Linked DNA regions of Muntiacus reevesi: region 1 is linked to region 2. A link is a contact called in public Hi-C data. All regions are on one chromosome and are shown on one strand. The core of a region is the stretch at or near the end of the contact, and the rest is flanking DNA. Distances in the headings are between cores, read along the strand shown.

Region 1 (5,470 bases), core at 805-3,304, 130 kb before region 2:
CAGTTCGGTTCAGTCGCTCAGTCGTGTCCGACTCTTTGTGGCCCCATGGACTGCAGCACACCAGGCCTCCCTGTCCTTCACCAACTCCCAGAGTTTACTCAAATTCATGTCGATTGAGTCAGTGATGCCATCCAACCATCTCATCCTCTGTCATCCCCTTCTCCTCCTGCCTTCAACCTTTCCCAGCATCAGGGTCTTTTCAAATGAGTCAGTTTTTCAAATGAGTCAGCTTCAGCTTCAACATCAGTCCTTCCAATGAACACCCAGGACTGATCTCCTATAGGATGGACTGGTTGGACCTCCTTGCAGTCCAAGGGACTGTCAAGAGTCTTCTCCAACACCACAGTTCAAAAGCATCAGTTCTTCTGGTGAATTAGGAGTCTTCAAACTAGATGTCGTTAGAAGCTTAGCTTTCAGTAGTCACAGATCAAGTTCATAAAGCATGAATGAATGAGTTCATTTTTGTATGATTAGTTACTAAAATTTCCACTTTTTTAGAGTAATATAATTATTAAACTTACTAGTTTGTAGCTGATTGGCTACAAAGCCGTCACTGACATTAACATGTGAGTGGTAAGGTCACACTAACATGAAGAAAGCTTAAATCTGTTTAAGGTCAGAGCCCACGTTTTGGAGAAAACACCCTGACAATATAACAATGGAGTTTGCAGTCAGAGCAAGTACCAGTGCAATTCGTATAAAGAAATTAGGTAGTTGCTTGGATTAGGGGATGGAAAATAGGTTTGGTTGCTAAAACCTTGTCCACCAAAGCCAAACAGAAATACAGAGACAGAGCTTCAAGGGAACAGAAAAGAGTAGCTTCAGTATTTTTCCCAGGCGAAAGGGAATCGCAGAAGGCTAGCACCTCAAGAATTGTGCCCTCCTCTCTCAAGAATAAGGAGAGGTTTTATATTCTCATGAAGGTCCTGCCTTTTTTTTTTTTTTTTTTTTTGCAAAGTTTCAAAACGCCACAGTTAGCATCAGGCAACTCAGCAGCTGCGACAGGTATCCCTAAAGTTATAGGCCCATTACCTTCTTTCTGAAATACAGAATGCTACAAGAGAGCCAGACACGATTGAGCCACTGAACTGAACTGACGAGAGAGTACCGGGGGAGAAAAAGGCCAGGTGCAGAGTATAATCTACACGGAGTCAAAGAGCAATCCGCTTTGTCAAGGACAGGTCCAGCTACAAGTGTTTGTTAGCAGTAACAGCTGAAGAAACAAGCAACATTGTTTAACTCTTAGCTGGTATGTGCCAGAGGCCCTTCACTCATTTCTGGTTTGGCTGTAACAGTTTGGACCTGAAAAATACTTAGAAAGTAGAATTGACAGGAGTGGGTAACCAATAGGACACGGAAAAGCTAAGGAATGATAAATAATCAGGAAGATTTTCCCAGGCTTCTGGGCAAGTAACTCAACAGATGCTATTGCCATTTTCTGACGGGCAAAGAGAAAGAACCTGGACCTGAATATTTCAGAGGTCTGCAACCTCCCTAACAAAATCCATCCGGTTACTCCAAAAGCTCCTCTCTGTTTCGGCTTGCATATCCCTTTAACTGAAGCTTCCCTGGTGGCTCGGAGGCAAGGAATCTGCCTGCAATGCGGGAGCCCTGGGTCGGGAAGACCCTGAGAGAAAGCAATGACCTACCCACTCCAGTACTCCGGCCTGCAAAACCCCACCCCTTTAACGGCCTCCGAACAGTGGGCTGACTGCTTCAGCCGGCAAACCATCAAGAAGACTCTTCTCGCCAGAGGGAGCCCTTGCGCACGACCTCGAAGATGGGCGGCGGGCCCAGTAAACCGGAAGCTTTTCCCTTCCTAAAGTCCCCGCCCCTCAAGGTGTCATGGTGGCTCCGCCCCTAAACCTCACAGCGGGAGGCCGAAAAGCGCCGGACCACTGACTCCGCCCGGCGGGAAACGGCCGCGGCCGCGCGAAGGCGCAGTCCAGGTTAGATCGCGTCAGGGGACACCGCCCTTGGGGGCGGGGCTCCGCTTACGCCGGGGGCGGGCCGCCGCGTCACGTGACCGCCAGCCAATGGGCGCGCGCGGCCGAGAGTTTGAACGCGGACGGCGGCGCGATCCGAGGTCTGAGGCTGGGGTCCCGGAGGTCCCGGCGCGCGTGCCCGGGCATTCCCGCTGAGCCTGGTGTGAACGGAGCGACAGTTGCAGCGGAAGCCGTGGCCCAGGTACCATTCCGGGCGTCCCGCGAGAGGCGGGTTTGCGGGCCTCACGCCCGCCCGTCCCGGCTCGCCTTCTCCGGGGAAAGGGCAGCGGCTTTCCGGGCCCAGGGGCGTCGTGCCGCCCCCCCAGCCGCGGGGTCTCCCGGTCCTAAGTTCGGCGGCCAGAAGCTCGGTCCTGGGGCCGGCCCGCCCGTCACCCTTCTCCGAGTTCGTCTGTTCAGTGGGGACTGAGCCTCCCGCCGCGCGGAGACCGGGAGGTGAAGCGTTCGCGGGACTCGAAACCCAGGCTCGAGCAGAAGGGCCCGCAGGCCGGCAGCCTGAGCAGGTGGCGTCCTTCGCTTTGGCCGCTTCTCCCTCTGGAGAAGCCGCATTGGCTGATCCTCCCGGCCGCCCAGCGGCAGGGGCGACACAGGGTGAGGGTGGAGAGCTCCCGCCCTGGTTCTTTGGAATCCAGACCCCTAACCCGAGTTCAGTGCGGCCCCGTCTTGACTTCTTCTCCAGCCCTGCTGGCCGCCACACCCCCTCTTAAGACCGTCGGCCCAGACGGGAAGGAAGCTTCTGACGGGGCTCATCTCCTTTTTAATTTTAAGTTGATTTAATGTACGAACGAAAGTTTTTAAGATAGACTGTGCTTTTAAAATAACTAAGCCAACTTGCTTAGTTACCTGATTTGTCTGGCTCGCAAACGTATCCAGGTTTGAACTAAAGAAACTTCCTTGTGGTAGGTAGTGTGTTTTATACATCCCGCTTAATGTCAGCGCTTTAAAAATAGTTGTCCTGGCTGTCCTGGAAACACGCCAGTATATATTGTATCTGTATTGGCAGAAAGAAAATATTTAAATGAAATCTACAATATCTGTATTTAAGAACCCAGAGGAAAATAAGGAAGGCCTGGAGAAAATACTCAAGAAAATGTAAGGTTCTGGAAAATATTTGACAAACTCAGAGGAGATGAAGATGTGTTTTGTAGTGAAAACTTATGTATATAGATTGCCACAGGAAACAAGAATTTTTTTTGTAATTTTAAGATCTGCAGAGTACAATGTAGGGCAAAAGGTGTTCATGCAAAGTAGTCTGTATTTAGTAGCAAAATACTGATACCATCATAGTGCCTAGTATATAGTAAGCCCTCAGTATTCGTTACAGAATTAATAAGTGGCATATTACAGATTCTTTGGGTTGGAAATCTTATTGATTAAATCTTTCCTATAAAGTACCTGAGGAGGATAAAATTATGCCACAAATATTAATGTAATTTAAAAGCTGCAAAATGTAGATTATTACCAGATTATCTACTTTGGGCTGATTCTACAGTTACAAAGCTTCTAATCATTTTTTATGGACAACCTATGTTTTCAATTTTGTTTTATATTTGATACCACCCCTTCAAAAATTAAATGATTTCTATTATTTTTAAAGTCCTAGGGCAGAAGATGGCCAAGGAAAGATGCCTCAAAAAGTCTTTTCAAGATAGTCTTGAAGACATAAAGAGACAAATAAAAGAGAAAAGGAGTAAAAATTTGACAGAGATTAAACGAAAGTCTTTGATCATTGCACCATGCCAAACAACCAGTAAGAGATTTTCATGTTTCCTATACATCACTTTTTAAGGTTAGGTTTAATTACTGATAAAAGAAATTTTTATTTTCTTTCAGCCAATACTTCCAAAGTGCTAAACTACGAAGACAACAACAGAATGTTAGCCTTAGCTTTGGAAAATGAAAAGTCCAAATTGAAAGAAGCCCACGATGTCATCTTAAAGCTGAGGAGAGAATGTTACTTCCTCAGCTATCAACTATACACACTGAAAAATAAACTTACGTCACAACAGACAGAAGAACCTGCTCAGGTATTTTCATCAGGAAGGCTGGATTTCTTAGGAAGAAAATGTTAAAGCCTTAAATTAGCAATTTAAATCAGTTGTGTTCTTTTATTATACTGATAGCTCTGTTATTAGTGAGTTGGTCAGAATGTCTTTTCTCAGTGCTCTAGCCCCATAGTTGTGTGTGGCCAGTTAAGAATGCTTCAAGCGTGCTGGTGACATTCCTATAACTTGCTTCCGAAAGAGTGTAGCAAGACAAGGTCTGAAATAAATAGTTTAGCCTCTTGCATGGCCAGACCCTTTGAATGGTCAGCAAAGTGAGTCAAAGGGAGGGCAAGTAAGCTGAAGGTCTGGAAGTGGTAGTGGAAGCCGAGTAGTCCAGAAGTTTTAATCAGTGCTGTTAATCTTAGCTTTTCTATGTCGTTTTGCTACACCCGTGGGGTTATGTAAGGACTGCCTTAACTGGGGAGATGAGAAGTAGTTAAGTGCTTTATGGAGAATCATTTTTACCTACTAGTTGGCTAAATTAGGACAGTTCAGTTCAGTCGCTCAGTCGTGTCCAACTCTTTGCAACCCCATGAACCGCAGCACGCCAGGCCTCCCTGTCCCATTACCAACTGCCAGAGTCTACCCAAACCCATGTCCATTGAGTCAGTGATGCCATCCAACCATCTCATCCTCTGTCATCCCCTTCTCCTCCTGCCTTCAATCTTTACCAGCATCAGGGTCTTTTCAAATGAGTCAGTTCTTCGCATCAGGTGGCCAGAGTGTGGGAGTTTCAGCTTCAGCATCAGTCCTTCCAATGAATATTCAGGACCGATTTCCTTCAGGACAGCTCTACATTAACTGCCAAACAAGAAATATCTTGAACATTTTGCTGTCAGCTTTTTAATCTGATTCTGTTTTTGTCCAGGGGTGTATAGAAAGGCCAGCCAAAACAACACATGGAGAAAGTTCAGTTTAGGATCTTAGAAGAGTAGTAATGAGCTAGTTTCTCCTCTCATTTTCCCAAAGGCCACTGCCCAGGAAACTCCATGGGGCAGAGAAAGAAGTTAGCTGGTAACACTTAGGTGTCCATCTGTCTGCCATACCAGTGAAGACAGCTGTGTTGGCACCTAGGGCAGCAGCAGAAGCCAGAGCATAGTACTTAGGGTAGGGGGATGGACTCAAGAAAGGAATTAAGTCCTCTCTGCATCTAGAGGAGGGGTCAGTGAAAGAGTTTTTGCTTCCCTGCAACTAAGGTGATTCCACATCTCTCCTGTGTATAATACATAGAATGTATGTGTATATATACATACATGCAATATATGCATTGTAGTGTGATAGAGAGTTATCTATAAAGATTAGATTTTTTTTTCTTTTTAACCTTCGTGTAAGGGTTAGATTATTTTAAAAAAAAACAAACAAACACTTTTTTCCCTCAAAATGTAATCTTTCCTAATTTTTTTTCTTGTTTGGTCAACTAGT
Region 2 (5,725 bases), core at 3,148-5,647:
ACAGCAATCTGCTCCCAGGAGGGCGGACAAACGCAGGCAGAGGCTTCCCGCACTCCCCCCAGCTTCGAGGCTGGCTCTCAGCCCCCTCTCTGCTGGCGGCCGGCCACCCCCAACGCAGGGCCAGGGCGCTTTCCCTCTCACAGCAGCACCTCTGCCTGTGCGGGCGTTTCACACCCAGGGCCCCTTCTAGATGATAAACCATTATTTTTTAAATGAAGGCTAATTTTCTAGTTCTGTGCCCACGTAGGTCTCTCAAGTATGGCTCTCAGCCCGGAATCCCATCAACTGCGTCCTCTGTAACTGCTTGGCGGCCCCTGACTGGGACCCTGAGCATAGCACCAAGCAATTTCTTTTCTTGTTTTTAGTAATTTTTAGTGGAGTATTGTGAGTTTACAGTGTTGCGTCAGTTCAGGTGTACACCGATGTGAATCAGTTACACAGAAACATATACCCACTCTTCCTTAGAGTCTTCTCCTGTGTCGGGAATCACAGATTATTGAGGATGGTTTCCTGTGCTTATCTGATACACAGCAGTGTCAACCTCAATTCCCAGTTTATCCCCCCCCCCCCCACCTTTTTCTCTCCTGGAAGCATAAGTTTGTTTTCCATATCTGAAACTCTATTTCTGTTTCAGCACTAGGCAGGTTCATTTCGCCAGTGTGGACCCAAAAGTCTAAGGTTCCAGAAACATTCTGGGACCTACTGTCTTTGAACTTCAAGGCTGAAGTCATGATCTCCCTCTTAGAGATGAAGCAAGCCAGGTTCAGAGGGAAACTCTGTGACCTGTGCCCAAGGCCACACACGGCAGAAGTGAGACAGGAGGCTAAGCCCCGCGTTCCTTCTCAACTCCCATGTTTCCAGGGAACCCTACTCTGAGCTGCTCAGAGGATGCACCATGGACCACACACCTGCTGGTGCTCAGACACGGGAGCCCATTTGAAGTCCTCAGTGTCGCCCTGGGAGGGGAGGGCTCCTAGGCCCACGCTGTAGACAAGGAAACGGAGAGTGAGGTAAAGTCATGTCCAGGGTCACGCAGTAAGGCCTGAAACGTGAACTCAGAGGACTCTCGCCCACCACCCCCTCCAGCCTCCTCTCGTCGAGAAATGGCCTGTTTCCCTAGGAAGACTCAGGTAATGGTTTTGGTTTTCCGGTACATAAATTACACTCTCATTCAAACAGATGTGGATTTGGGCTCCTTGTTACTTACTTGGGGCTCCTTCTATAGCACTAAAATCTAGTCCTATGCACATCTATGAGAGCCCTGGAAATGCCCTATGTGAAAAATCACCAGTTCCCTCCACCCAGCTGTCAAGAAGTGGTCAGGCTACAATTTCACTACTACTGGTCTTCTAGCAGTTAATCATCTCGGTTTTTTCTAGTTTATTCAGCCAGTCAATAACCACATCACTTAGGATCTATTCACAGTGACAAACACATTACCAAATAATCACACAATTAAAAGTCAAGATAAAAGCACCATGAACAAGAAATAAGTACAGAGGGGGTTCTGAAAATTTAGAACAGGAAGGCTGAATAGGGTTGTAAATGTGATGCAAGGAATCTGACATTTGCAGGAAGAGCTGGGAGTTCGCTTGAAGGTGAGGGAAAAGGAGCTTTCGATCCTGGTGAATAGTACATGCAAAGGCCCTGAGGCAGAAGGGAACCTTGCATGCAAGGCCCTGAAAAGGGGCCAGAGACAGCAGTGGCCAGCCCACACAGGGTCTTTCGGTAAAGAAAAATTAAGGGTCAGTAGGGACAGAATATGGTCAGATTTACACTTTCAATGATCGCTCTACCTGGGTCACCTGAGCGACCTGGGCCAGGACACAGTTCAAAGAACTCTACTCTGGATCCTGCAAAACAAGTTTGTTTGTTTCTTTTCTTTTTTTTTCTCTCTCCAGGGTGTGGTGCCCCTCCCTGGCTAGGAACTAGCTCCCTTCTTTTACTGTTTGTTTGTGAAGTTTAAAGACCAGATCTTTTATCAGGTCTGAGGCCTGTTTTCTTTTAATAGTTCCAACTGCATCTCCCCTCCCCATGAACATACTTGTCTCTTTCCAGAGAGATGTCACTTTTGCCAAGGGCCAATCAGTGACAGAAGATAGGGGAATCTGTCCTTTGGGGTTTTCTTACAACAAAGGTACAGGCAAGCTCAGGAACACAGATGCTGGTCTGCACCTCCTCACACTCAAGCACAGTTAAAAAACAAACAAACAAACAAAAATCCCGAGATAACATTAAGATCTCTAGCCTCCCTCTTGGCCACACACACCCCTCCCCACCAACCTGGGGCCCCGGTCAGTGCACTAGAGGTCCCCCTGGCCCCGCTCCAAGCTGTCATAACTACTTTCAGTTTCTCCACTACAAGAAGCTGCAGCTCATCCCACCCTGCACCGCTAAGAGTCCTTAGCACCCACTGACAATTCCTCCAGGAAGCTTTCCTCCTGACCCATGCTCCAGTCGGTGAAGGCCCTGCTCGGAGTGCCAACAGCATTCTAAGAAGGCAGGTTTTCTGAGATTCACTGTCACTGGCTCACCCATCACTTCCACACAAAGCCGTGCCCACATCTGGCCAATAGCCCCAGAAGGACACATTCTGGGTGTCACTGTCCCAGCATCTAGCACAATGCCTGGCACCCCGATGGGAATCCCTCTGACACTGAATGAATGAATGAGCAAATAGATATGGACACTTGCAGCCTCCCAGGAGAAAGAAGAGAGACCTTCTATGACAGAGGTTTTCCCTTCCAATAGGTTTGGTTGTTACTGTGAATGTAAAACACTCAAGTTACAAACTTTAGAAAGGGTGCTAATTTCACTCCAAGGACATTTGAAAGGATTAAAAACATGAATGCAGGACACAGATGCGCAAGGGTTTTAGACAGGACCAAAACTTCAGGCAAGTTAGGGTGGCAACAGGGTGAGAAGGAACCCGATAAAGAACCAGACCAGAAACACGGAGCGGACAGGCGCCGGGCCGAGCCCCTCTGGTTCCGAACCCGCGGCCGCCGGGTACCTGGGCCGGTTCCCGGCCCGGCGCAGACCTGCCTTGCGCCCGCGGCTCCCCCGCCTTGTTCTGACCCATCTACGCGCCTGGCAGTCAACCCCCGGGCCCTTCTAAGAAGCACTCTCCCCACTCGATCACTTTTGCACTCCTTCAGAAACACCAGTCATGGAGCACCACTGTCTCCCAGTTTCAGGAATCCGATACCGTCCCGGGTGGCACTGGGGTTGCCCCTCGGGATGCGGCCTGTGACCCGCCCAGCATCACATCACCTGAGAGCAGCCTCTCAGCCTCGTCCCAGCCCTTCGGACGCGAGTCAGTATGGAAGCGGCTCCCGGGAGACGCCTGTGCGCACTCAAGTCTGAGTGGATGCTACACCAGCCGACAAACCTGTACTGACCCGGGCAGGGTCTACACAGGGCGTGAGCGGCGCGGAGGGGAGCGCACCCAGGAGCCGAGAAGCCCCAGCAGACGCTGAAGCCGCCTGGCCGGGGGACGCGCGCGCGGGGTCACCGACCCCGAGCTCCCGGCCTGGCCGCGTCTGCGGGGGGCGCAAGGCCGGGACGCCCGTCCCCGCCCCGCCGTCACCCGGTCCAAGCCGAGCTGACAACGGCCCCCCCCGGCGGCGCCGCGTCCGGACGGGCAGCGGGGCCCGGGGTGCTGTTTACAGCCGAGAGCCGGGGCGGCGTCCCAGCGGCACCAGTAACAGCACGGGGCGCCGGGCCGCCCGCCGCGCAGCGCCCCGGGCACCCGCGGCCGCACCCCCGCCCCGCTTGCCCCGAGTCCGGGGTCGCGCTCCCGCTTCCACCCAGCTCCGCCCAGTGGGGACGAGGGCCGAGGGGGGCGCGCAGGTCCCCGAGAGGGGCTCCCTGGGACCCGCTCCGCTCCCGGAAGGCGCCTCCGGCGAGCTCCTACAGAGCAGCAGCGCCCCAGGGCAGCGCGGGCGCGGAGCAACGCCTGCGGGTGGAGGTGGGGGGGAGTCCTCTCGGGGTTGGCGCCCCCCGACGGGGCTCGGCCCGGGACGGCTCTCCGGCCCCGGGGCCAGCGGGGGCCGGGCGGCGCGCCTACCTTGCAGGCGGAGTACACCCCGAGTTTCTCCAGCTTCTTGGCCCGCGGGGCGGAGCGCAGCTGCGCCTTCTTCACGGCGATCCGGGCCGAGCCGCCGCCGCCCGGGCCCTCTGTCGCGCCCGCCGCCGCCCCCGCCGCGGCCAACCCGCAGGAGCCCGCGCCCCCTGCCGCCGCGCCCGGGGGGCCCTGCGGGGGCGCAGGGGGCAGCGGGGGCGCCCCAGGCGCGGGCCCGCCCGCCTCCGACATGCCGGCCCGGAGCGCAGCAGGCGCCGCGAGTCGGGGCCGGGGCCGCCGCCAGGGTCTCCGCCCGGCTCTGGGCGCCGGAGCGCGGGACCCCCGCCCGCCGCCCGCCGCCCGCCGCCCGCCGCGCGCCGAGGCCGCAGCTGCTCGCGGAGGGAGGGGCCGGCGCCGCCCGCCGCCCGCCGCCCGCCCGGGCCTCCTCCCCGCGGGCCTCCCCGCCCGCCCGGGCGCTCCTCCCCGCCTCCCCCCCTACGGCCCGGCGCTCCTCCCGGCCCGCCCGGGCGCTCCTCCTCCCGGCCCAGCGCTCCTCCCTGCTCCTCCCCGCGCTCCTCCTCCCGACCCCGCGCTCCTCCCGGCCCGCCCGGGCGCTCCTCCCCGTTCCTCCCCGCGCTCCTCCCCCGGCCCTTCCCCCCTCCCCCGCGGCCTGCCCGCCCCCGCGCCCCAGACCCGCGCCCGCCGGGGGCGAGGCCCGCCGGGGGGTTGGAGGGGGTGGAGAGGGAGGGGGCCCCCGGGCACCTGCCAGCCACCCCCTCTCCAAGCCGTCCCCGCGGGGACACAGGCGGGAGAGACGCGCCCCGTCCGTCCCTCGGCTCCAGTCCACCCTCCCTCGGAGCCGGGCAACTTCCTCCACCCTAGCGGGAGCCCGAGAAAAAAAAAAAAAAAAAAAAACATTTTTGAAAAGTACCCGTCCACGCTAATCCTTTTCTTTGTTGCTAATTCACCAAAATACAGGCGTGATGTTTTGCGTGTCTCTTTGCAGTTCCTTTGCCTTCCCCTCTCTTTTAATTCAGAACGCTTCCAGCCTATAAGCGATCTCTGGATCCCATCCGGCAGAGAAAGGGAAAGACGGTTAATCGATATTTTCTAACATTTTTGCTCGAAAGGGCTGGTTGTGGAAAGAACGGTCGTCCAAGAAACGCCGTGCGTATGAAAACTAAACGCAGAGGGAGAAGTTGGCTGCTCGGGCTCATCTCTGCAGGTGGGGGTTAGAACCGTACTCCTTTCTAGATCCTTCTTTCCTGTAATGTTTCACAGTTTTCAGAATTGATATCACCAGCATGCACATTAACCATGAAAACAATTAGGCAGCATCCAAAAGAATGTGTTGATTCTGGCCTCAAACTTAAAAAAAAAAAAAAAAAAGAAAAGCTCAACTCAGCGTTTTCAACTTTGTTGAGACTGTTGCAGACTACCGGTCTCATTGTTGATGACAAGGAGGGTGGTGGTTAGTAATTCGGAGAATACGTTTCAGTTTTTTTCATTTGAACGTTGTGCACTTTTGGTCGGCCTTTCCGAAGCAGCTTTTGAAAGCCCAGCGCTATATTTCAAGACCCTCCACAAGTGTCCTGCTTTTGTAACGGTCATAATTTTTACATAATATGGGCTATTAATGTGCATGTTATCAAATTCTTTGCA

Evidence for each region. Hi-C and Micro-C count contacts between places; a contact is called where the count stands out from the background.
Region 1: a contact with region 2 is called in a Hi-C map of blood, with 2.6 times the contacts expected there. The contact joins the promoter of SGO1 here to the promoter of KAT2B in region 2. A contact is called at or near these places in 2 of 3 Hi-C or Micro-C datasets (blood and muscle).

The regions. Positions count from the first base shown.
Region 1 is chr8:36,221,511-36,226,980 of mMunRee1.1, reverse strand. SGO1 (shugoshin 1) reads left to right here and starts at 2,054. Exons shown (of 8, transcript XM_065943095.1): 1 at 2,054-2,187; 2 at 3,601-3,753; 3 at 3,837-4,030. The coding sequence starts at 3,615.
Region 2 is chr8:36,091,173-36,096,897 of mMunRee1.1, reverse strand. KAT2B (lysine acetyltransferase 2B) reads right to left here and starts at 4,397. Exons shown (of 18, transcript XM_065943591.1): 1 at 4,070-4,397. The coding sequence starts at 4,315. PP2D1 (protein phosphatase 2C like domain containing 1) reads left to right here and starts at 4,314. Exons shown (of 4, transcript XM_065942105.1): 1 at 4,314-4,788. The coding sequence starts at 4,314.